Regions from separate parts of the Mus musculus genome. Here region 2 is linked to region 1. Evidence: chromatin contacts called from public HiChIP or PLAC-seq data. All regions are on one chromosome and are shown on one strand. Each heading gives the region's core, a stretch centred on a gene start, on an enhancer-like site or on the middle of the called end of the contact. The rest is flanking DNA. Distances are from core to core; before and after follow the strand shown. Region 1 overlaps Hpse2 (heparanase 2). Region 2 holds the start of Hpse2 (heparanase 2).

Region 1 (4,433 bases), core at 252-2,751:
TCCTTGTAATATTGCATTCTTCAGGATGTTATGGAATGTACCACATCTTCTTGAATTCTTACAGCTCTGCCAGGTAGCTAATGAAAAGTTCAGTTTTTCACATGTAGAAAATTGGTGCTCAGAGAGAAAATACATACTGTACAGGAGACGGTGGCATCCTCGGGACTGTGGCTGAGAACTGAATTCTGACGATGACCTTCCTCTTAGAGAGAGTTTTTTTTTCTTTTTTTTTTTTGTTTTGTTTTTCTGTAGCTGAACTGGATTGGACATGCAACACTTACCACAAAGCCTACCACCTTAGAACACAGAGGATCTGGCATGGTGACTGATCATGGGGAACATTTAGTGATCGTCTCTCCAGGGGCCTCAGACCACACTTTTCAGTCTCCGTCATTTATTTTTTTCCTGTTCTTTATGAAGCCATGGTAAAGACCTGTGGGGCCCATAGGATCAACTATACATTTGTTTTTAAAGTCAAGCTTCCTCTTGTTAGGTGGTAGTCCATTGCCCACTTTCCCCAAGCCTTTGTGCAGCACCACAGGATAAGGAGACTCTGCTGCAGAGCGATGTCACTGAGCACGGGGAAGAGCTTGTTGCTGGAGATACTTTGCTCATTCCCAGAAGGTTGCTTTGATTTTTGTTTGTTTGTTCATTTGTTTCCCAAGGTAGAACACAGAAGTTCGGACTTAGAGGTTTTCCCACACAAGGGGGTGGGGTGGGGAGGGGAAACGACTTAATTCCTGTGGCCCCAGAGGGAAGAAAAGAATGGAAAGAAAAATGGACAAGTGAAAAGAAGGTCAAACTCATCTCAGAATGTCCCTAGATCTCGCCACCATCCTTTGCTAGCCCTGTCTGTCCCCCAAACACGGAGCTCTTCATGAATGCACATACTCAAATGGGAAGACACAGTTTGTTTGTCAGAGAGGAAACGGCAGTCTGTACTGAAAAGCAAAAAATGAACAAAAACCCCAAACCAACCCAACAAAACGACTCTGAGAGCAAGGGACATGCAAATTCCAAAGTCACATCCCAGGTACTGTAATTGCTAGGAATCTGCATCCTTTAAAAAACAAGCCCTGCTGACTTCATAGGCAGCCCAAGCAATGCTGCTGCAGGGGCATTCCTGCCTGGCTTGTGTAAGGCAGGTGAAGGGATAGGGAGAGGGGCTCACACATGTCCCTTCTGAGCTGAACCATATGGCTGGGTGAACTTTACTCTTTAAGTCTTTCTAATATTAATCTTCTTTTTGGATGTTTATTCCTTGGTTTCCTGACAGAGAATGCTTGAGTGACATATGAGGTGAGAGATCTGGGGTGTAATAATACCATGTCGTGGAAACACTCATAAAGCCATGACCCTGTGGCATAGGAATTCTACATGGGTTTGCACAGGTATTAAATGTTCTGTGCTTGGCTTTTGGAAGTCTGCTCTATCCTGACACGAGGATTTCTAAGCTGGCCTGGAGGGAAGCAGGCCTGCAGCTTCCTGGTGTTTGGAGCAGATGGAGAAAGAGTCTGAAATACTCCTTGTCATCACCTCTGGCTGACAGACCACAGGCAAAGGAGGCAACAGGGGGAAGTCAGACCAGCTGATCTGAGAAGAGAGAAATCAACAGGGGTGCTGAGAGTGCTTCCTTCTCTGTGTTCACATCCAAATGGATGGGTGGACAGAGTGTGATTGTGTGTGCATGCGTGCAAGTGTGTATATGCATCAGTATGAGTGTGTATGCATCATGCGTGTGTCTGTGTGAGTGTATAACACTTGTCCTTGGCTGGAAACAGTAATAAATCAAGGGTTACACAACTACCACTAGCCACCTCCTTCAGGTCCTGTCAAATAAACTGGCCTCTGAGAGCACAGCTGGGCCGGCAGGATCCCCAGAACTGTGGGTCCATCCCATGGGATGGAAATCACACATCTGGGATCAGGCTTTCCAGATGTGCACAGGGCTAACATAGCAAAGACACTGCTAGAAGACCATATAGTTTTCAGAAACATTTGTGGAGAGCTCTTTTTTTTTAATCATTTTTTTGGTATGTTGGAAGTGGGTACATATGTGCCACAGTATGGGAGCCATGGGTGGGGGAGCCACGGGTGTGGGAGCCATGGGTGTGGAAGTCATGGGTGTGGGAGCCATGGGTGTGGGAGCCATGAGTGTGGGAGCCATGGGTGTGGGAGCCATGGGTGTGGAATTCAAGAGGAAATCTGTGGCAATTCTCTTTCCATTGTGTGGGCCTCAGGGATTGACCTTAGGTCATCAAGCTTAGCAGCACGTGCCTTTTCCATCAGAATCATCTGTTGACCATTTAAAAGTAACCACAGTAAATGCTTGGGCTGTTGGCTGTTCAGTCTGCTACAGTTCATTGCCCTATGGTGTCACGAGATAAAAATTAGGATTGAGTTGCTTCTAAAAAGCCATGTTGAGAGGCTCTGGGGATGGCTCAGTCAGTACAGTTCTTGGTACACAACCACGAGGACCTGAGTTCAGCCCTCAGCCAGGCTCAGTGGCAGACGACTATGATCCCAGTGCTGGGTTGGTGGAGACAGAGGGATCCCTAGGCCTTGCTGCTCCACCAATGTGTCTGAGCCAATGAGCTCTGAGTTCTATGAGAGACCATGTCTCAAATCAAATCAGGTGGCACACAAAAAGGAAGGCATTTGACATACACTTCTACCCTCTACATGCATGTATATACACATATACACACAAATGTATATAAGCACCCCTTCCTGGACCCCCCCACAAAGCCATGGTATGGAGTTTCTTTTGGGGGTGCTAAAATGACCTCAAATTAGACAGCAGTGATGGTTGTATAACTCTGTAAATAGAACAAAGCACCCTGAATTGTGTATTTTTAAAAGGTTAATTTATGGGATGTACGTTATAGATCAATAAAGCTGTAAGAGATGGGTCAACCCAGTTATCTTTCCATTCTTTTACTATTTTCTAGTTTTAATTAAACTGTAAGTTATACTTTAATTATAAATTTAAATTATTAAAATAGAAATTTAACTAAAATATGAAGGACCCTAACATACCATGTAGCATTTCAAACTATAAAAGCAACCCTTTTCTTTTCATAACAATATACAATTTCTTCTTCTTCCTCTTCTTCTCCTCCCATCTTCTTCCTCCTCTTTTAAATAATACAATGACTGTCAAAATTCACTTATACTTCCTAGATTATCTCAAGCAGTTTTTACTTATCTTCTCTTTAAAGGTTAACAAACATGTGCTGACGTATTCCTATCTGTCTGCATAGACAAGGTGCAATACCCTAGAAATGAGCGGGTGGAGGATATAGCGATACCCTCTTACGGCCTCCTCCGTTCAGAGCCTGTCTCATTCAGCTCTTTCAGGAGAGCTCAGGCTCCATCTCAGCTCAGGACCACACCCGTGCCTGCTGAATCCTCCCACTCCAGATTTGCAAACTGACCACCAGAGAACCTTCCTCTCACACCATCTCTACTTGCTATATTGACAAAGGAAAGGACCCAACATGATTCCAGTTTCTGTGGCGTCTAAGTGCTAATAGTTGTGCACTGTCCCACTGGTATCTCTGGCTCCCTCACCATGCTTGCTGTGCTCCAGGTGGGCAGTCTACTCAAGGGTTCCTTTGTGGCTGCAATCCTCACCTCAGGATTGCTCCTTCCTTGCTTCTTGCCCCCCCCCTCCCCAAAGTTAGACCAGAATATTATTTCTTGAAGAAAGACTCCCCCGGGGACTTCTCCCAGGTATCTGGCCTCCCCGTGTTCTGCCGTGGTCTCTAAGTTTGGCGCTGTCTATGTGATGTGGTTTCTGAGCTGCTTAAGTTATGTTATGGTCTGTGTTTGGGAGGCTCTCAAATTAGTGTGTGTTGACTTGGCTTTAAGAAACTTTCTTGTCTGCCCCAGAGTCCCTCCTCTGGCCTAAGAGGAAGGATTTGTTTTTTAACAATAAACTGACAACTAGTAAGCCTTAAATTGTCCACACACATAATGTAGGGATTGTTTCGTTTCGTTTCTTTTTCTTTTTTTTTAAAGTGGTCATTATAATAGAAAACTCAGCAGTGATAGCTGCTTGGGCGCTGGAAACACTGCCTGTCTTTTCAGCCCCCATCACCTGACCCCCTTGTCTTCAGAAAAGGCAGAGCTCAGTCTGCTATCAGAAATATAGACATTTCATATAACGTAATCTAGGTCATAGACCTGCAGGGGTCAAGGAATGAACAACAAGCCAGGAAAGGTCAGCTGGGCCCTTTATAAATGGTACCTTACCTGCAGCTTGAAACAATCATCATGCCCAACTTCAAAAAGACTATTTCTTTCTGATACAGTTCTAACTACATACTGCTTATGGATATTTAACGTTCTTAGAGTTGTACTGTGTAAAACTTCAGGTGTACAAATCTGATGACTTAGCTTGCTGTGATCTCACTGAGGGCAGCAGGACT
Region 2 (4,643 bases), core at 2,006-4,505, 520 kb after region 1:
CTCAGCCTCTGGATTCCCTGGGGTTGTTCCCTGACCCCAACTGGCCGCAGCTGCGCCCTCCCACCGACACCTTGATGCCCGACGAACTGATTTCTAAAGGACTGGAGATGTGTTTGTTTCGTGTGTTGGGGCAGCGGCACTTGTGTGGCGAACTTGGGCCAAGGCTCAACTGGCTGGCTTCTGCCACTACCAGGAAAGCGCTCCTGGCACAGACGCGCATAGAGTGGACCGCCAACCTCTGACTGTTGCCAAACTTTCAAGTCAAACTCCGCGAAGCCTCCCTGGCCTCCGGGGCATAAGTAACATGCAAAACGGTAAAACTTGGCCTACTTTCTCTAAACCCAAGCACAGCATCTAAAGTCAAAGGATTTTTTTAAATACCAAAACTGATTTTCCGATTCTATTACATTGTAACTGAGTAGCTTCCCAAATCTTCAGGCAAAGAGGTTCCCAGAACAATTCCTTGTCTTTCAGAGGATTCTCCCCACCCCACCTCCCAAAAGTAAAACCTATGTCTTTTGGCACTTGAAATAATTCATCCTGGTCTTAAGAGAACATTCTCTCCATCACACACACACTCTCGCATGCACACACGCGCGCGCGCGCGCACACACACACACACACACACATTCACGCACAGACGCACACGCCCCACTCCTGTCTCCAATTGGGCTTTATCTTTCTTTTTCCTTGAGGTTTGGTAGCGCCTGGTTTAAAAAAAAAAAAAAAAAAAAAAAGTCTGGCAAGTTTTGGAACTTGTGTGTCGGGAAATGTTTGAGTACCAGAACAATAACATTTGAATCTATCCATTTTCAGGATTTCCATCAATGGGTTTTAAAAAGCCAACAAGTGCTACTCTAGGAAGTAATTGGGAACCAGCCCTGCAGATGCTGTTAATGATGAGGAAAACCGGCTATTGAAACCCGGGTCTACACATCGTTTTTTAACGCTTTGCTAGTTCAGGTTGTGAGAATGCAAATCAAAATGGAGACGTTAAAGAGTATCACAAAGGAGTTGAATTCGAAGGGCACAGAAGTAAAAGGAAACTCCACTTTTTTTCCAGACACTTTGGGGAAGATACATGTCTACCCTGAGATGGCTTGAAGGTTTGGCTGAGCTCTCCAGGACCGAGTTGCAGGGCAGGCGAAGTTTAGGCGTCGCGTGGGCCGGCTGAGCACAGAAGGGACGTCGGCGCGAGTGCGGCCCCAGGGAAACGCCGCATTTCCAATCTTCCGGATAAAGCCCGCACAGCCAATGCAAATGCGCCCCGCCACGGCTTCTTCCCCGAAAAGCTGCCTTCCAGAATTTTTCTGCAGCAGGCAAATATTTAGCGCGAACAAGCTGACATTTTTTAAAGGAGGAGGAGGAAGAAAAAACTCGGAGGAGTCGCGCAGCTGGAGCAAAGCAATGCAAGTGGGGCGTGCATTTAGGAAAAGCCCTGTTGCACCCCACATTTGGATGAATTCAGAGAAGCGTTCTGCTGCACAGAAAAGCTTTCAAGGATGAAACCCGGTAGTGCAGCGCTGTTCCCGCCCTCCCAACAACTGTACCTTCTGGAACCCCAAAACGGCCTCCGCATTGGTGGCGACGACCTCCGAGTCTTTGGCTAAGCTACCCTGACCTGGATGGAGCGCTCGGCGCAGCGCCTACAGCTACCTGCTGCGTCCGCAGACCTGAGGCTGAGCGCTAAGGGGCGGGTGCACCCGGAAAAGCAAAACTCTAAGGGTGAAAAATGCTCAATAACGATGTGAGTCGGATCTGGAATGGGATGGAGAGCACTCTAGACTCTTTGGAGGAGCCCAAACTAAGGGTCCAACTTGAAGGGAATTTTCAGAAACTTAACACTTGGATATTCAATATTGCAGAGGTTTATCCTCCCTTTCTTTTTCTTCTGTGTGTTTTCTTTTTATTTCCAACGCCCCCCTCTTTGCAACCGCCCCTGATGGGAAGGGGATCGCGGTTGCTTAACTGCCTGAATAGTAACAACCCGGGAAGAGGGTGAACCCAACTAGACTGTCAGCGAGACTCAACCTTCAGGTTTGTTAATCCACCACTGCTTTGGGGTTCAAAACTCCCAACGCTTCCCCTGAGAGTTCCTAGGACCTTTATGGATCGCGTATGATGCACACTACGACCCGAGCAACGATTTTTTTTCCCCACTGTAAAAAATTAAACTATGCAGTTACCAAGGAAAACTAAAGAGGAGGGTGGAGGGGGAAGGGCTTCATCTATAAAAAGTGTCTTACAAAGTCAAGGCTGATAATGACAGCGGAGGATACAAAATAAAAAATTTTAACTCCAATCCAACTTGCTCACCGCTCAGGACTCTCCTTAAATTCGTTTTCTGTCTGGGAGTGAGAACTGATGAAACCATCTTTCCGTGGCAAATTCCACTTTCATGCAATCTCCCAACTGAACACTCGGACACACGCACACTGCTTTCTCTCTCACACACAACCACTCCTCTGGAGTCTTTGTTGTTCCAGATCTTCCCTTTTGTAACTTCCCTGAACCTCTTGTTTCTTTTTCAGAAGGGGAGACTAATTGTGGATATATGTAAGCACAACATTTTTTCAGTCATAACTGATAAGTTTCTGAAATGCCTTCTGCATTGCAAACATGTGCATCTTAATAGAAAACACTGCTTTCCTCAATCACCAGTTACAGCCTCACAGCAAATAGTCCAGGAGGGGGGAAACCTCCTTTTTTTCTCTTGGAAAGACAGATCGGTTTGCTGCTGCTGCTGTTGCTGCTGCTGCTGCTGCTGCTGCTGCTGCTGCTGTACCTCCTCTTCTTCTCCTCCTCCTTCTTATTCTTCTTTTTTCTCCTCTTTTTTCTTCCCCCTTTGGAGCAGGGGATAGGAAGAGAATGGGGGTGGGGGTACTTAAATTTTTAAATGACTCATCGAAGCCCCTGCCTTACCTTAAGAAATCGAGCCAGCCATCATGAATGATGGAGGGATCCAGCTGCAGAGAGAGGAAGTTCTCATTGACTGTCCTGACTGGGTTCTTGGTGCTCACATCAAGTAGAATCAGGGTCTTTTCCTTCAAACCTGTAGCTCTGTCTACAGGCAAAGGTCTCCTGTTTCCAGCGTGGAAGGAGAGGGAGAGATGGAGCAACAGAGCCAAGAAGAGAGCCACCAGGGCTAGGCACGAGGGGGGGCGGGAGCTGCTGGAGGCCATGGCTTCAGGGAAAGCACAGAGCACCCTCATTAAATCCCTCTGATTTAAACTTCTTTCCCTACTGGGTCTCGATGGTGACTAATTGTCCTTATCTAAAGTGTGTGTCTCTCTGCCCCCCTTCTCTCCCCCCCCCTATTCTCTTTCGCCCTCGCTCCCTCGCTCTTGCTCGCTTGCTCGCATTTTTTTTTCAGTGTTTTGGTGCTGGTGGAGCGAACTCACGCCCCTAGCCAGCCTTCTCAGCAACTCGTGCCAAGAGTACTGTTCACCAGCACCGCCCCTTTAAGAGATTTGACTGCAGACATTTTTTAACTTTTTAAAGGTAAGGGATGGGGGAGGGGGGAGAAGGGGGAGGGGTGGCCGTTGTGCCCTACTGATTTAACCCGCTAGGGTCAGGAAGCGGCCAGTGGGACTGAAACTGTACTGTGGTACCATCTTGAGTAAGAGCTTATTTTCAAGTCCCCTCCCCAGTAGGCTATGGGGAAGGCCCTTCACTGCCTGAGGGGCAGTCTGTCCTGACTATTTCTTGCTTACCGTCCACTTTGTGCCTTCCTTTTGGGTTGAAGCAGTAAATGTTGTTAGGTTGTAAATGGTTTTATGATGGGCAAAGTAATTTTTGCCAAGGCACAAAAAGCAAAGAAGAGTCCATGCCTAGGTGTGCAAACCCCTGAATCTTGCAAGATAACTAGAAAGAAGTTTCTCCTGAATAGGAGACTAAGGTGGGGGAGAAGGGAGAGTATTCCCAGGTCAAAGAACTTCCTAGTCAGGAGAGTCAAAAAAGAATCAGTATGCTCCATGGCACTGCTGCTTATGTGTGAGGGAGAGTCTTGAGTTTCCCATATATGTTATTTTATGGCTTTGGCAACCCATTGGACTGATGATCAAGACACCCTATGTTCATTTGAATCACTCCTTGGCCAATGTATTCCACTGTAAAAGTAAAGATGCCTCTCCAATGTCTCCTTGCCAACAACCCTCAGACTCATACCCTTGCAGGGGAGTATGTCTTCCTGACGTAGAAATGGGCTATAGGGGTGTCAAATCCAGCCCTAGGCCAAAATTAGAGTGTGCCTGCTTGGAACTCTGGGATACAGATCATCCTGGACTTCGAGTGCACTGCAAACCTCTGTTCTTTTCATTCCCACCCTCAATAGCTTGCAAATTATCCTGAGTCCCATCCTAACACAAGGGGAAACAATCCAGCCACAATCACAGGCAGTCACAATCACACCCAGTCCCATTTTCAGCTTCTCTCTGGGATACAACAAGTCCTCTATTTTGGCAGATGAAGGGAGCTACTTTATGAAAAATGGGTAAATGAGAGCACCCCAGGGCATTCCTTGATTAAACAGACTAGATGACAGTTGAATGCAGAGCATGGGTCCCCACCACTGCCAGTACTGCACACTGGGCAGTATGAGAGCTCAGTAAACACTACAATAGCAATCTATTTTCCTTCCTTCA

Evidence for each region. HiChIP or PLAC-seq counts read pairs in DNA pulled down with a chosen protein or histone mark.
Region 2: an H3K4me3 HiChIP or PLAC-seq map of embryonic limb bud shows a contact between it and region 1, with 7 times the contacts expected there. The contact joins the promoter of Hpse2 here to the enhancer-like site in region 1. A contact is called at or near these places in 16 of 39 promoter capture datasets (the 3T3-L1 cell line, the C10 cell line, HPC-7-derived erythroid cells and 11 more), 6 of 115 datasets of contacts at active chromatin or transcription factors (embryonic forebrain, embryonic hindbrain, embryonic limb bud and 2 more) and 4 of 9 other capture datasets (adipose tissue, embryonic stem cells, liver and 1 more).

The regions. Positions count from the first base shown.
Region 1 is chr19:42,867,995-42,872,427 of GRCm38.p6, forward strand. The region is part of intron 9 of Hpse2 (heparanase 2); the gene reads right to left. Among named protein-coding and RNA genes, the nearest start is that of Hps1, 90 kb to the left of the region's middle. Within about 2 kb of position 1,502, at least 7 of the 459 cell types and tissues checked have an H3K27ac peak or open chromatin away from gene starts, as enhancers often do. A contact at or near this core is called in embryonic limb bud, where this site is marked.
Region 2 is chr19:43,385,100-43,389,742 of GRCm38.p6, forward strand. It overlaps Hpse2 (heparanase 2), which reads right to left and starts at 3,256. Exons shown (of 12, transcript NM_001081257.2): 1 at 2,923-3,256. The coding sequence starts at 3,212.